2 separate regions of the Mus musculus genome follow, and region 2 is linked to region 1. The links are chromatin contacts, called in public promoter capture Hi-C maps. All regions are on one chromosome and are shown on one strand. Each heading gives the region's core, a stretch centred on a gene start, on an enhancer-like site or on the middle of the called end of the contact. The rest is flanking DNA. Distances are from core to core; before and after follow the strand shown. Region 1 overlaps Nexn (nexilin). Region 2 overlaps Zzz3 (zinc finger, ZZ domain containing 3).

Region 1 (5,857 bases), core at 2,791-5,290:
TTTAGGAGGAGGACTCTTAGCATCTTCTAAAAACTGCAGTAGGAGTCCTCTCTTTTCCCCTTTCAGTTTCTTGGCTATGGTTACTGAGAATTGAGAGATCCCAGATGCTGACACTCAAAAGTGACAAACTAAGAGACTATGAGGGCCAGATCTGCCACATGATCTGTGCCACATGATCTGTGGTAGACCGTTAGGACAGAGAGTTTGGCATTCTGACACTCAATTTTATTTACAGAAATTTCTTTCACAAACTTCTAAATAAGATGAGAAGAATCTGCATTACTAGTTTTAGAACAGGGAAACCATTTCTCTAGTCTCCCATTAGACTTACTTTCTTCGGGGTTTTCCTTCTAGAGCCTAGTCTATGTAGTTGGTGTAGCCACCCTGCACACTTTAATGGGTTTTTTGGAAGTTGCACACAGGTGGTGCGACAGGAGACACGACTTATCTCTTGTGGGGTTGAACTGGCCTTCAGCTTTGCCTATGCTATGACAACGACAGTGCTGCCTGCAGTATGGACTTACCTCAAAAACCCAATCAAAATTCATACACTTTACTGACCTTTTTAATTTCTAAGGGAGTGGTGTTAATTTTAATCTTTAATAATAGGATGGAAAAAAATGGACTTTTTAGCTAGAGTTCAATATCTGATTTTTATATTTTACTGTCCTTCAGCCTCAGTAAAAAGCTAACATTAACTGGGGTTTCATTTCTGAAAATTTTTTGATTTAATAAAATTTCTGCACTCATATTTTCTGTAAGTTTGACTTAAGTTTTAGAGAATATCTAATCAGGCTGTGATGATCCAAATAAAGGGTTGAAACTCATTTCTATCTTTTGATAAATATTGTATCTTGTTTTTAATCTTTGCCTAATTTCTTCTTTTTAAACTTTCTTTTCTTTCTTTTCTTCTAACACAAAGATTCTGCTTTCCTCATGTAAACCTGTCCCTAAGTCCTATGTGCCAAAGCTTGGCAAGGGAGATGTAAAGGACAAGTTTGAAGCCATGCAGAGGGCCAGGGAAGAAAGAAATCAAAGGCGATCTAGAGACGAAAAGCAAAGAAGAAAAGAACAATATATTAGAGAGAGAGAATGGAACAGGAGAAAGCAGGAGGTCATTTTATTTTATTCTTGTGAAAATGTTCACGCTCTTCATATTTATGCATTATTCCCACTAACATTTCATATAGACCACGGTTAACACTGCTTTTCACGTCTGTGAGCTGACTTCCGTGTGCTCCCCTGTCCCTGTCTGCGGTCCCTCGCTGCCTACGCTGCCTGCAGTCAACCATGGTCCAAACCATCCAGCCCAGAGGCAAACTGAAGCTTTACATGCATTCCATTACAGTATACTTTTATAACTATCCTTTTATAATTATTTGTTCTTTGTCTCTTACTGTGCCGAATATATATTGTTTTATATGTATATATTTTTCATACAAGAAAAACAGCATGCACAGGACTTAGCATTGTCGGTGCTTTCAGGAACCCACGGGACCCTAGAGGGTTCTTCTGCAGTGTGGGGCAGAGGGGCTATTCTAGTATAATCTAGTCTAATTTTGAAACGTGTTCATATTTACTTATTCAACCACCTAGATTAAAGAAATGCTTGCTTCTGATGATGAGGAAGAAAGTTCTCCTAAAATAGAAAAGGCTTATGTCCCAAAGCTAACAGGTGAGAGCCTTGAGAACTAAATGAGATTGCAAGAGAAAGAAACATGACCAAATATCCAAGGGTTTTTTTTTGTTTTGTTTGTGTGTGTGTTTAGGGACAGTTAAAGGTAAATTCGATGAAATGGAGAAACACAGACAGGAAGAACAAAGAAAGAGAACAGAAGAAGAAAGAAAACGCAGAATTGAGCAGGATCTGTTAGAAAAGAGGAAAATACAGCGCGAATTAGCAAAAAGAGCGGAGCAGGTAGGTGCTAAATGCTACACTGGGGGTTATTTCTGTAACTAACAGAACAAACGAGAACTAATCAGGATGTTGCTGAATTAAAATACTTAGTACAGTATAAACTTATTAATAGTGGCTAGCCTAAAAATATTATCTGAAAGGAAAATATTCACGTCCGTTGCCCAGTAGTATGGGCAGAATGGGCCTATCTTAGGAGTGATATTTTATTCTGTATAATCTTACTAATTATTTCTACATTCCTTAAACTGACTATACTCCCAACTTTTCTTGGTATCTTTGAGAGTTTTATAAAGCTTTAGGACATTTTCACACATAAATTATAATTACAAAGCACAATTATGGCTTTTCAATAGCAGCATTTCTAAGTGCTGCCCTATATGCTCGTGTGCCATGGGCATGCAGTGTCCACAGAGGTCAGAAAGCATTGAATCCCTTGGGCTTGGAGTTACAGACAGTTCTGAGTCATCATGTATGTGCTAGGAACCAAAGCCAGGTCCTGAGAACACAGAGATGCAGAGGTGTCTTAACCACTGAGCAGCCTCTCTACTCCTTTAAGTTGATGTGCTATGCTCCATTCATCTTTATTGTTTTCTAAAGAGAAAAGTGATAATGCAAATAAGGCATTATTGCATGCCCGAAAAATCCATTAACTTCAATTTTGCAAATAACCTCTGCTGGGACACAGCAGCTCCTTGTTTGCTGGTGAATGATGTATGCTGCATTAACCTTAAGAAGACTGAGAATTTCCTACACTTTGCTTTATAGCCTTATCTGAAGAACGCCATGGACTTCAGGGTTGCCTCTAGGTTGTAGTGATTAAAGGTGAACATTCATTTTGTAGTGAAACTTTATAAGGAAGTCAAATTATAAAATGAGAATTATTAAATGTTTATATTATATTTAACTCAAAATTTTAAGCATGTAGATATAGGAGTTAAGATTATAGTTATATCAAGATTATAAACAATCCTGAAGTATATAAATTGTGACATCTAATACAGTATACCATGTATATATATAAAATATCTTTCAGTCTTCTATACTTTCAGTGAGCCTGACTATAATAAAGACTGGATGTTCAAAAGTAAATTAAAAACACACATACACACACACACACACACACACACACACACACGTATATTCATGAAAAAAAAAAGTCAGTGTGTTTACAGCAAACACTTGCTGTATGTAGGGTGCCATAGAACCCTGGCTAATAATATTTTAGCCCTAAGAAATTAAGAGTACCACAGCAATGTAGTAATAGTAACTTCTTCTTATAAATATGGAAAGTCTAATTCTGAAATAGAAGTACCTTTTCCACTCAAATTTAACATGACTTCATGGAGTATGGTGTAATGTTTGTTTACAGTTTACCAATACAACCCACCGTGCTGAGAGGTGTTCCTGAGCTCAGAAAGGTTAAAGTGATCACCAAGATAATTGCCAATTCTAAGATTGCAGGATCTTACAAAGACTTTAAAAGGAATATACCTTGTATATTAGATATTAGAATAAAAAAATTTCATTGGAAAACCCTGTAGGTGAATTATCTGGTTAACTCTGAAGATACCTGATGGACAAAATTAAGTCCATCCTTTTGACACAGAGATGGTCTTGGTGGGAGATGGGATCTTGAGAAGAGGCAGGGAAAGAAATCTGAGGAAGAAACAAATTTGCTTTACATAAAGAAAAAAAAAGTTTAGAAACAGTTATGTAATGTTAACTTGTGAAAGTCAGCAATAACTGAATGTGAACGTCTGTTCTTGACTACACTAGTAGCATAGCACCCCTCAAATAAATGTATCATTTTCCATGTTTGTTGAAAAAAACACACGACTGTATCTTTTGTTGCCTTGTGGTGGTTTAAAGTGAACAAAAGTAAAAGAAAGCAACAGCAACAGAAATGTAAGCTTCAAAAAATTAAAGGCCCACAGACCAGGGCCTAGAAAAGCTGTAGGAGATAAGAAACTTAGATTTAAAGAGCTCTTTCTCTTTCCTGTATTCTCACTGTCTGGCTTCTCAGAGTTCCTGGGTCTTTTTTTATTGAATTACTTGACTGTTCATTAGAAAACAGTTTATTTTGTAATGAACTGTTGTACTTTAAACTTTACTGTTCTATTTTTGAGACATGGTGACACGATGTAGCCCTGGCTGGCCTGGAGCTTGACATATAGGTGAGGCTGAGTTTAGACTTGCAGAAGTTATCCTGTCCAACTTTAACTTCATAAAAGTTCTTACTTGTCTGTTGCTTCTGTTTCCTTTTCCTGAGAGTTCAGACACTGCATTGTTAGAATCACCTATCTTCTCTCAGCATTTTGCTCAGGTACCAGCCTGCCCATGAAGCTAACCCAATGTTTCTTCAGCTTCAAAGAAGTGTGCTTCAAATGATGGCCTTTCCCTAATTCAGTATGAGAACATATTATAAGTACCAGAACTATCCTCCTTGTAAAATCTACCTGATATTTCTACCATACTTTATTATTGTATCAGTTACATTCTTGCCGGATATCTTTGATAAGAAATAGGGTCACAGGCTGGGTGTGGTTGTACATGCCTTTAATCCCAGCATTCAAGAGGTAGAGGCAGGCAGATCTCTGTAAATTTGAGGTTAGCCTGGTCTACAAGGAGAGTTCTAGGACAGCCAGGGCTACACAGAGAAATACTCTTTCAATAAAAGATTAGAAAGAAAAAGAAAGAAAGAAAGAAAGAAAGAAAGAAAGAAAGAAAGAAAGAAAGAAAGAGAGAGGAAGAAAGAAAGAGAGAGGAAGAAAGAAAAGAGAGAAAGAAAGAAAAGAAAAGAAAAGAAAAGAAAAGAAAGAAAAGAAGAGAAAAGGAAAGAAAAGAGAAAAAAGAAAAGAAAGAGGGTCACCACTATTTGATTGCTTGGGATGAATCTTCCTTCTACTATCTCAGGGGCAAGAGGATGGAGGGCACCTTTTTATATCTCACTTTAAATTGCTACTAAGTTAAAATTCATTCCTTGTAAGCTCACAGTCAAGTTGAAGTTTTACCACAAGCCATGGATAAATTACTTTTCAGATGTATGTTTAAAAGCATCAAGCAGAGATTCAACGTAATGTAACGATATGAAATTCTCATTCAATAGATTGAGGACATAAACAATACGGGAACCGAGTCCGCATCAGAGGTAACAGACATTTCCTTTAATGAACATTCACTGAATACCTGGTTCACAGAGACACGTAGAGGCTTTTACTTCACTACTGAGTATAAATATCACAATAACAAAAGTCAATGGTTTGCAAAGGCAAGAGTATACTTTGACTCTTACAAGTAGTTCAAAGAAAAGTATGCTTCTGCCTGCCCGGCTGGGCCATGAAGACCGCGTCCACGAGTCTTTTAGGGACACACGTTTCCTGAACTAACATCTAAAGCTGCTGAAAGCTGACATTTTAAAAGGGATTTTACTTTCCACCATTTGTCCTCTTTCCTCACAGTCCCTAAGAGCTCATGTTCTGGTTTTCACATACTAGCGTAGAGAGGAGTGTGTACTACAATGAAGGAATGTCCAGCCATAAAAACAGCCCAGTTAACTAGCAAAGTTAAAAATCCAGCCAACCAATTTGATGGTGTGCCTAAAATTATGATACAAAAGTTGGAAAAATTTTAATTTAGGGGCATATGTTATACTTTATAATCTTTATTTTTGAAAAAAGTTAAGAGATAACGATAAATTTGTAATAAAACCAATTAAAATCGATTTTGAGAATGCATTTAGCCATGTGTAGTGGTGCAGGGTTTTAATTCTAGCATTAAGGAGGCAGAGGCAGGTGCATCTCTGTAGTTCAAGGCCAGCCTGGTCTACATAGCAAGTTCCAGGATAGTCAGAACTACATAGAGAGACCTTGTCTCAACAAAGAAACCCAAGAATTTGTTTTAATCATTAATAGGATAAATGCTTTACAGTTTTATCTATAT
Region 2 (5,242 bases), core at 73-2,572, 190 kb before region 1:
TTATATATCATTATGATCAAATTTTATATATCATCATGACCACAGTCTTCTATACTATTTTATATATCATTATGATCACATTTTATATATCATTATGATCAAATTTTATATATCATCATGACCACAGTCTTCTATACTATTTTATATATCATTATGATCACATTTTATATATCATTATGACCACAGTCTTCTATACTATTTAGGCATTTTTACAGTAACACGTGTCACTGAGTTACCCTTTACCAGGTAATTAAGCACACAACTCCATCACAACTTTACACTAACCCATCATGACCGGGGTCCCCCAACAGCCCCGCCAACTATCTGCTTTCATCTCATTAATGTGCTGTTCTAGCTGACACCCATACCTGCTGGGCCTGCTCACGGTTTTCAGATTCCTAGCACCTCTACTTTATGTCTCTTTCTCTCCTCCTTCCCTTTTTTTTTGTATGTTTAAAGTTGCTTTTAAAGGTTATGGGGGGGGGGGACATGAGTGTTTTGCTTGCATGTATGTTTGTGCACCTTCACTGTAAGGTGCCATATAGGTGCTGGGAGTCAAATCTGGGTCTGCAAAAGCAGCAAGCGCCCTCAACTGCTAAGCCATTTCTCTAGCCACTCCGCCTTCTTCTTTATGGCCAAATAATATTCCACTACAATAAGTCATCAGCTGCTGGATGTCTGGGTTGTCTCTACCTTTTGGCTATTATGACTTGTGCTATACTGTGAACATCTGCATCTAAGTTCTTGTTTGAACAACATTTTTTAATTCTTTGGGGCATTTGAAAGGAGAACTTGGCCTATAAAGGCATTGTATTTTTATATATGTGGTATATTACCTGAAGTTGTTTTATGTTGTACAGTCATGCAAACATATGAAGGTCAGAAGATGACTCAAGGTGTCTTCCTTCAATACTCCCTACCTTATATAAAAATAGGACCTCACTTGCAGATTTGTCTATTCTAGCTGGCAGCTTGCTTTAGGGAATGCCTTCTCAGCTCCAAGCACTGGGATTACAGGGGATCTTGCTTGTGGACTTCTGGGATCCCAATTTTATCCTCCTGGTTATTACACAAGTGTGTTATCTTCTGAGCCATCTCTCCAACCCCCAAGGACAAGTTTAGCACATTACACTAGTTGTTTCTTTTCTTCCCTACAAACAGCAGGACACCTGGCCCAGGGGGTCCAATCGGCTACCTAATCAGTGACTACAGCACTCTCCAGACTGTAAACAGATACAGGGCAATGTTCATGGTCCTGTACTGCTACTGGACCATAGCAGACATAATACAAAGCAGCAGCATAGCAAATGAACCCCAGTACAGCGGGAACTGAGAAGAACAAGGACAGAACAGAGAATGAGGCACACCCCGTCTTCGATACTGGCAGGCGAGGCACAACTGGGCAGTAGTTCCTGAGCTCGGCTAGTCAAAAGTCTACTGCTCTTTACTTAACCTTTTTGACTCACGTATGCTATATACCTGCACTGAAATATCATTCTAAATTCTCATTAAGGTATTCAACTATCATACACAAAGGAATTAAAACAAGTCAACCTCCTTAAATCATGTTAATAAAAAAAGTATGTATGTACTCTACATGCATGCCAGGTACTCATGGAAACGTCAAGAGAGCTAAGAATCCCTGACCTGGACTTGCAGGTGATTGTGAGCCACCTGCTGTGGGTCCTCCGCAAACACAGCAATGCTCTTTACTGCTCCAGCCCCTCCAGCTCCGGTTTGTTGTTGTTGTTGTGGTTGTTTTTGTTTTTTAAGTGTGTGTGTACACTTGAGGGCAGGTGCCTGATGAGGTTAAAGATATCAGAATGAGAATTACAGTTGTGTACCACCCAAAGTGGATGCTGGGAACTGAACTTGGGTCCTTATCAATAGCAATATGTACTCAAACACTGAAGATAGCTGAGTGGGTTTCTAGTCCCTGCCACTAACAATGTAACAAAGTGTGCTTCTGTTGCCTTAACTTCATTTTCATTGCTTACTAAGGGGAGGGACTATGTACAGGGATGGAGGGGTGTTCTTTCAAAATAGGGTCTTATTATCTAGGCAGCCTGGCCTAGAACTCACTCCCAAGTGCAGGAGCACAGGCACACAGTGTCATACCTGGAGCCAATCACTCAATTAAATAAGCTTCATAAAAGTTCAAAGACCTTGAATCTGAATTTTTACTCATATTATAGAGCTGCTTGTACCCTAAACCTGGGGTTCTTGTGGGAACCGAACTTAAAGGGCCTTTCAAACTGTTCCTACTGCTTTTCTAAATGTGCAAAAAGCAAGAAAACAACAGAATAAAGCCAAAAGAAACCAAAACCAAAACCAAAAAAGCCGGCTTTTCTCTAAAAAAGAGAAAGGCAAGTCTCACTGTCTTCTGCAGATAGTCCATTATATCTGAGTTGGATCAAATGCTCTCGTCTCCTCCCCCAGGAGGTTTAGCTCACTTGCTCTAGACACACTCACTGTAATGTACCTCCTAGTCTGCTATTGCAGCTGCAAGGCCTCATGGAACAGAAACAAGGTGTGTATCGGGTATGGGTGCAGACTGAATGCATGTGGAAGACAGAGCTCCACAGCAGCCCTCCATCTCCCTCCAACTTATTTTCTGAGACAGTGTTTTTCACTGAAGGATCACTGATTGGATACACCGAATGGCCAGCCAACTCCCGAGACCCACCCTTCAGAGCCAGTGTTAGAGACAAACCAGTTCTCTTCTTCCAAGTCCTTCAGCCCTGAACCAGATGCACACCATTCTGTACTATTTCAAAAGCCTACACACCAAACTCAAGACTGTAAAAATACATTAAAATTACATATATAAACATTTGACAATAAAAACTTTATCTCAAAACACAACTCTGTATGTTTTTTATTCCCAATTTTTATACTCCAATTCAATTATAAAAATATTAGCTTGACAACCCATTCTTAAATACACAACTCCAGCAATACTTCTCCCCACATGTGAGTTCAATAAACTGTGAATGATTATGCGGCGTACTCACCTTCTTTTTTAAAACTTAGAATCAAGACAGTTTTTACGTAAGTCTGACAGCTGAGAATCCAGCTCAGTGGTAGATTCTTGCCTAGCACGCATAAAAACCTAGGGTTAATTTTCAACACTGAAAAAATAAAATATGGGCCTAGCAAACACAGAAATGGATGCTCACAGTCAGCTACTGGAGGGAACACAGGGTCCCCAATGGAGGAGCTAGAGAAAGTACCCAAGGAGCTAAAGGAGTCTGCAACCCTATAGGTGGAACAACAATAGGAACTAACCAGCACCCCCAGAGCTCGTGTCTCTGGCTGCATATGTAGCAGAAGATGGCCTAGTCGGACATCACTGGAAAGAGAGGCCCATTGGTCGTGCAAATTTTATATGCCCCAGTACAGGGGAACGCCAGGGCCAAGAAGTGGGAGTGGGGGGGGTAGGGGAGTGGGGGCAAGGTATGGGGGACTTTTGAGATAACATTGGAAATGTAAATGAAGAAAATACCTAATAAATTAAAAAATAAAAATAAAATAAAGACTTTATTACCAGAAGTATGCTAATTTTTCTAATATTTTCAAAAGTGGTTATGGGTTTGGAAATTCTCTTAAACTGAAGGACATGGTTCTCAAAGAGCTTGTGGTCTATTACATACAATTATAGATAGCAGTTATCACTCACTACAATACAGCACAGTGTCAGACCAGTCTTGAGAAGAGAAAGATTCTCAGAGAATATGATCTTAGCTAAGGGGGCTCCCCCTGGTTGACAGAGGACAGTAACCAGGAGGACCAGCCTCAGACAGACAGGAGGACCAGCCTCAGACAGACAGGAGGACCAGCCTCAGACAGACAGAGCAGGCAGAGCAGGTAGTGTGTCCATGAGAAGGCATCCTCTAGGCATGCCCATCATTTCACATTGTAACACAATGGCAACATCTACACAGTTCAGCTGGGGAAGTCAAAGAATTACAAAACCAGAGTGAAAAAAACCACTAAGATACAGTATCTTCAAGTATTTACAATTTTATGTTGGGATGCACTCACAGCTATCCTTGAGCACATGACACCCATGGGTCCTGAGTTAAACATACTTGGTTGCATACTTAGTAAAGGTGTGCCATACACACCTTTAACCCCAGCACTCAGGGGGCAGAGGCAGGCAGATCTCTGAGTCTAAGGCCAGCTTGGGCTAGAGAGTGAGTTCCGGGACAGCCAGGGCCACACACAGAGAGAAACCCAGTCTCTGAAACCATGACTCCCTCGTTCCCCTGTTTTTTTGTTTTGTTTTGTTTTTTTAAATTGGGCTGGAGAGATAATTTTGAGCAGGTAAAGGCATTTGCCACCAAAGCTGACACCATAGGAAAACAAAGAGCACCTCTAAGTTGCCCTCTGACCTCTACAGGCCCCTCTCCCACTAAACAGGAAAAAAAAAACATTTAATTGGACTAGCACGTAGAGTTCAAGGGACAGATAGTAAAGGCAAGTGTTTTAAATGAGCAGATATTACCTAACGCATGCGCTTCAAAGGAAAAGGTTAGTTTTGGGACCGTAGCACAATTATTTGGGGGTCTGTATCCCAGAAAGCAAGAAACCATTTCAGACGACCCAGAGGAGCTGACACTGAATCTCCTTCTCAGAGCTCAACCCACAGCTGCTAGACGAGTTGAAAGCAGCTGCCTGCCAAGCTAAGTGAAAGATGCTGAAAATGACTGGGAAGCAGTAATAACTTATCCTCATGCATGGCCTGTCTGTTTACTGTGCAACAGTGGAAATAGTCCTGAGTAATACAACAGTCCAAGCTTAGGCTTCACACTTAAACCCACTACTAAACAGGTAACATATGTCTAAGCCACAGTTGCTAATGAGAACCCCAGAGAAGGACAAAAAGAAAATAATTAGTAATTGAGACTGAGTAGTGTTCAAAACCAAGGTGAACTGCAAAGAGAAAAGTACATTCCTAGGACTATATACTGGCTACAATTGTACAAGTGATGATCAGCCCTTAGCGTCTGCTTGGCTTCCCACCAGGATGGAGGCAGGCTTGCTCTGAGTGCTCTTCCTGGCTGGTACAATCAACCACACTGCCTTTGTAAGGAACTTAATTTGAGTCTACACTTGAATGAGATACCATTTAAAATGCAAATCTTATCTTCAAAAAACTATGAGAAAGCATGCTGTACTTGCTCCCTTGGCTCCTTCCATAACTGCCTGCGCTAGAGTTTGCTCAGCTATGCCAGGAGAG

What was found. Capture Hi-C pulls out chosen DNA fragments and counts their contacts.
Region 2: a contact with region 1 is called in a promoter capture Hi-C map of liver. The contact joins two enhancer-like sites. A contact is called at or near these places in 2 of 484 Hi-C or Micro-C datasets (CD8 T cells and hematopoietic stem and progenitor cells) and 3 of 9 other capture datasets (adipose tissue, embryonic stem cells and liver).

What each region holds. Positions count from the first base shown.
Region 1 is chr3:152,248,869-152,254,725 of GRCm38.p6, reverse strand. It overlaps Nexn (nexilin), which reads left to right. Exons shown (of 14, transcript NM_001357206.1): 3 at 923-1,114; 4 at 1,597-1,675; 5 at 1,770-1,918; 6 at 5,025-5,066. Among named protein-coding and RNA genes, the nearest start is that of Nexn, 14 kb to the left of the region's middle. Within about 2 kb of position 4,040, at least 3 of the 459 cell types and tissues checked have an H3K27ac peak or open chromatin away from gene starts, as enhancers often do. A contact at or near this core is called in liver, where this site is marked.
Region 2 is chr3:152,434,296-152,439,537 of GRCm38.p6, reverse strand. All of the region lies in intron 4 of Zzz3 (zinc finger, ZZ domain containing 3), which reads right to left. Among named protein-coding and RNA genes, the nearest start is that of Zzz3, 41 kb to the right of the region's middle. Within about 2 kb of position 1,322, at least 10 of the 459 cell types and tissues checked have an H3K27ac peak or open chromatin away from gene starts, as enhancers often do. A contact at or near this core is called in liver, where this site is marked.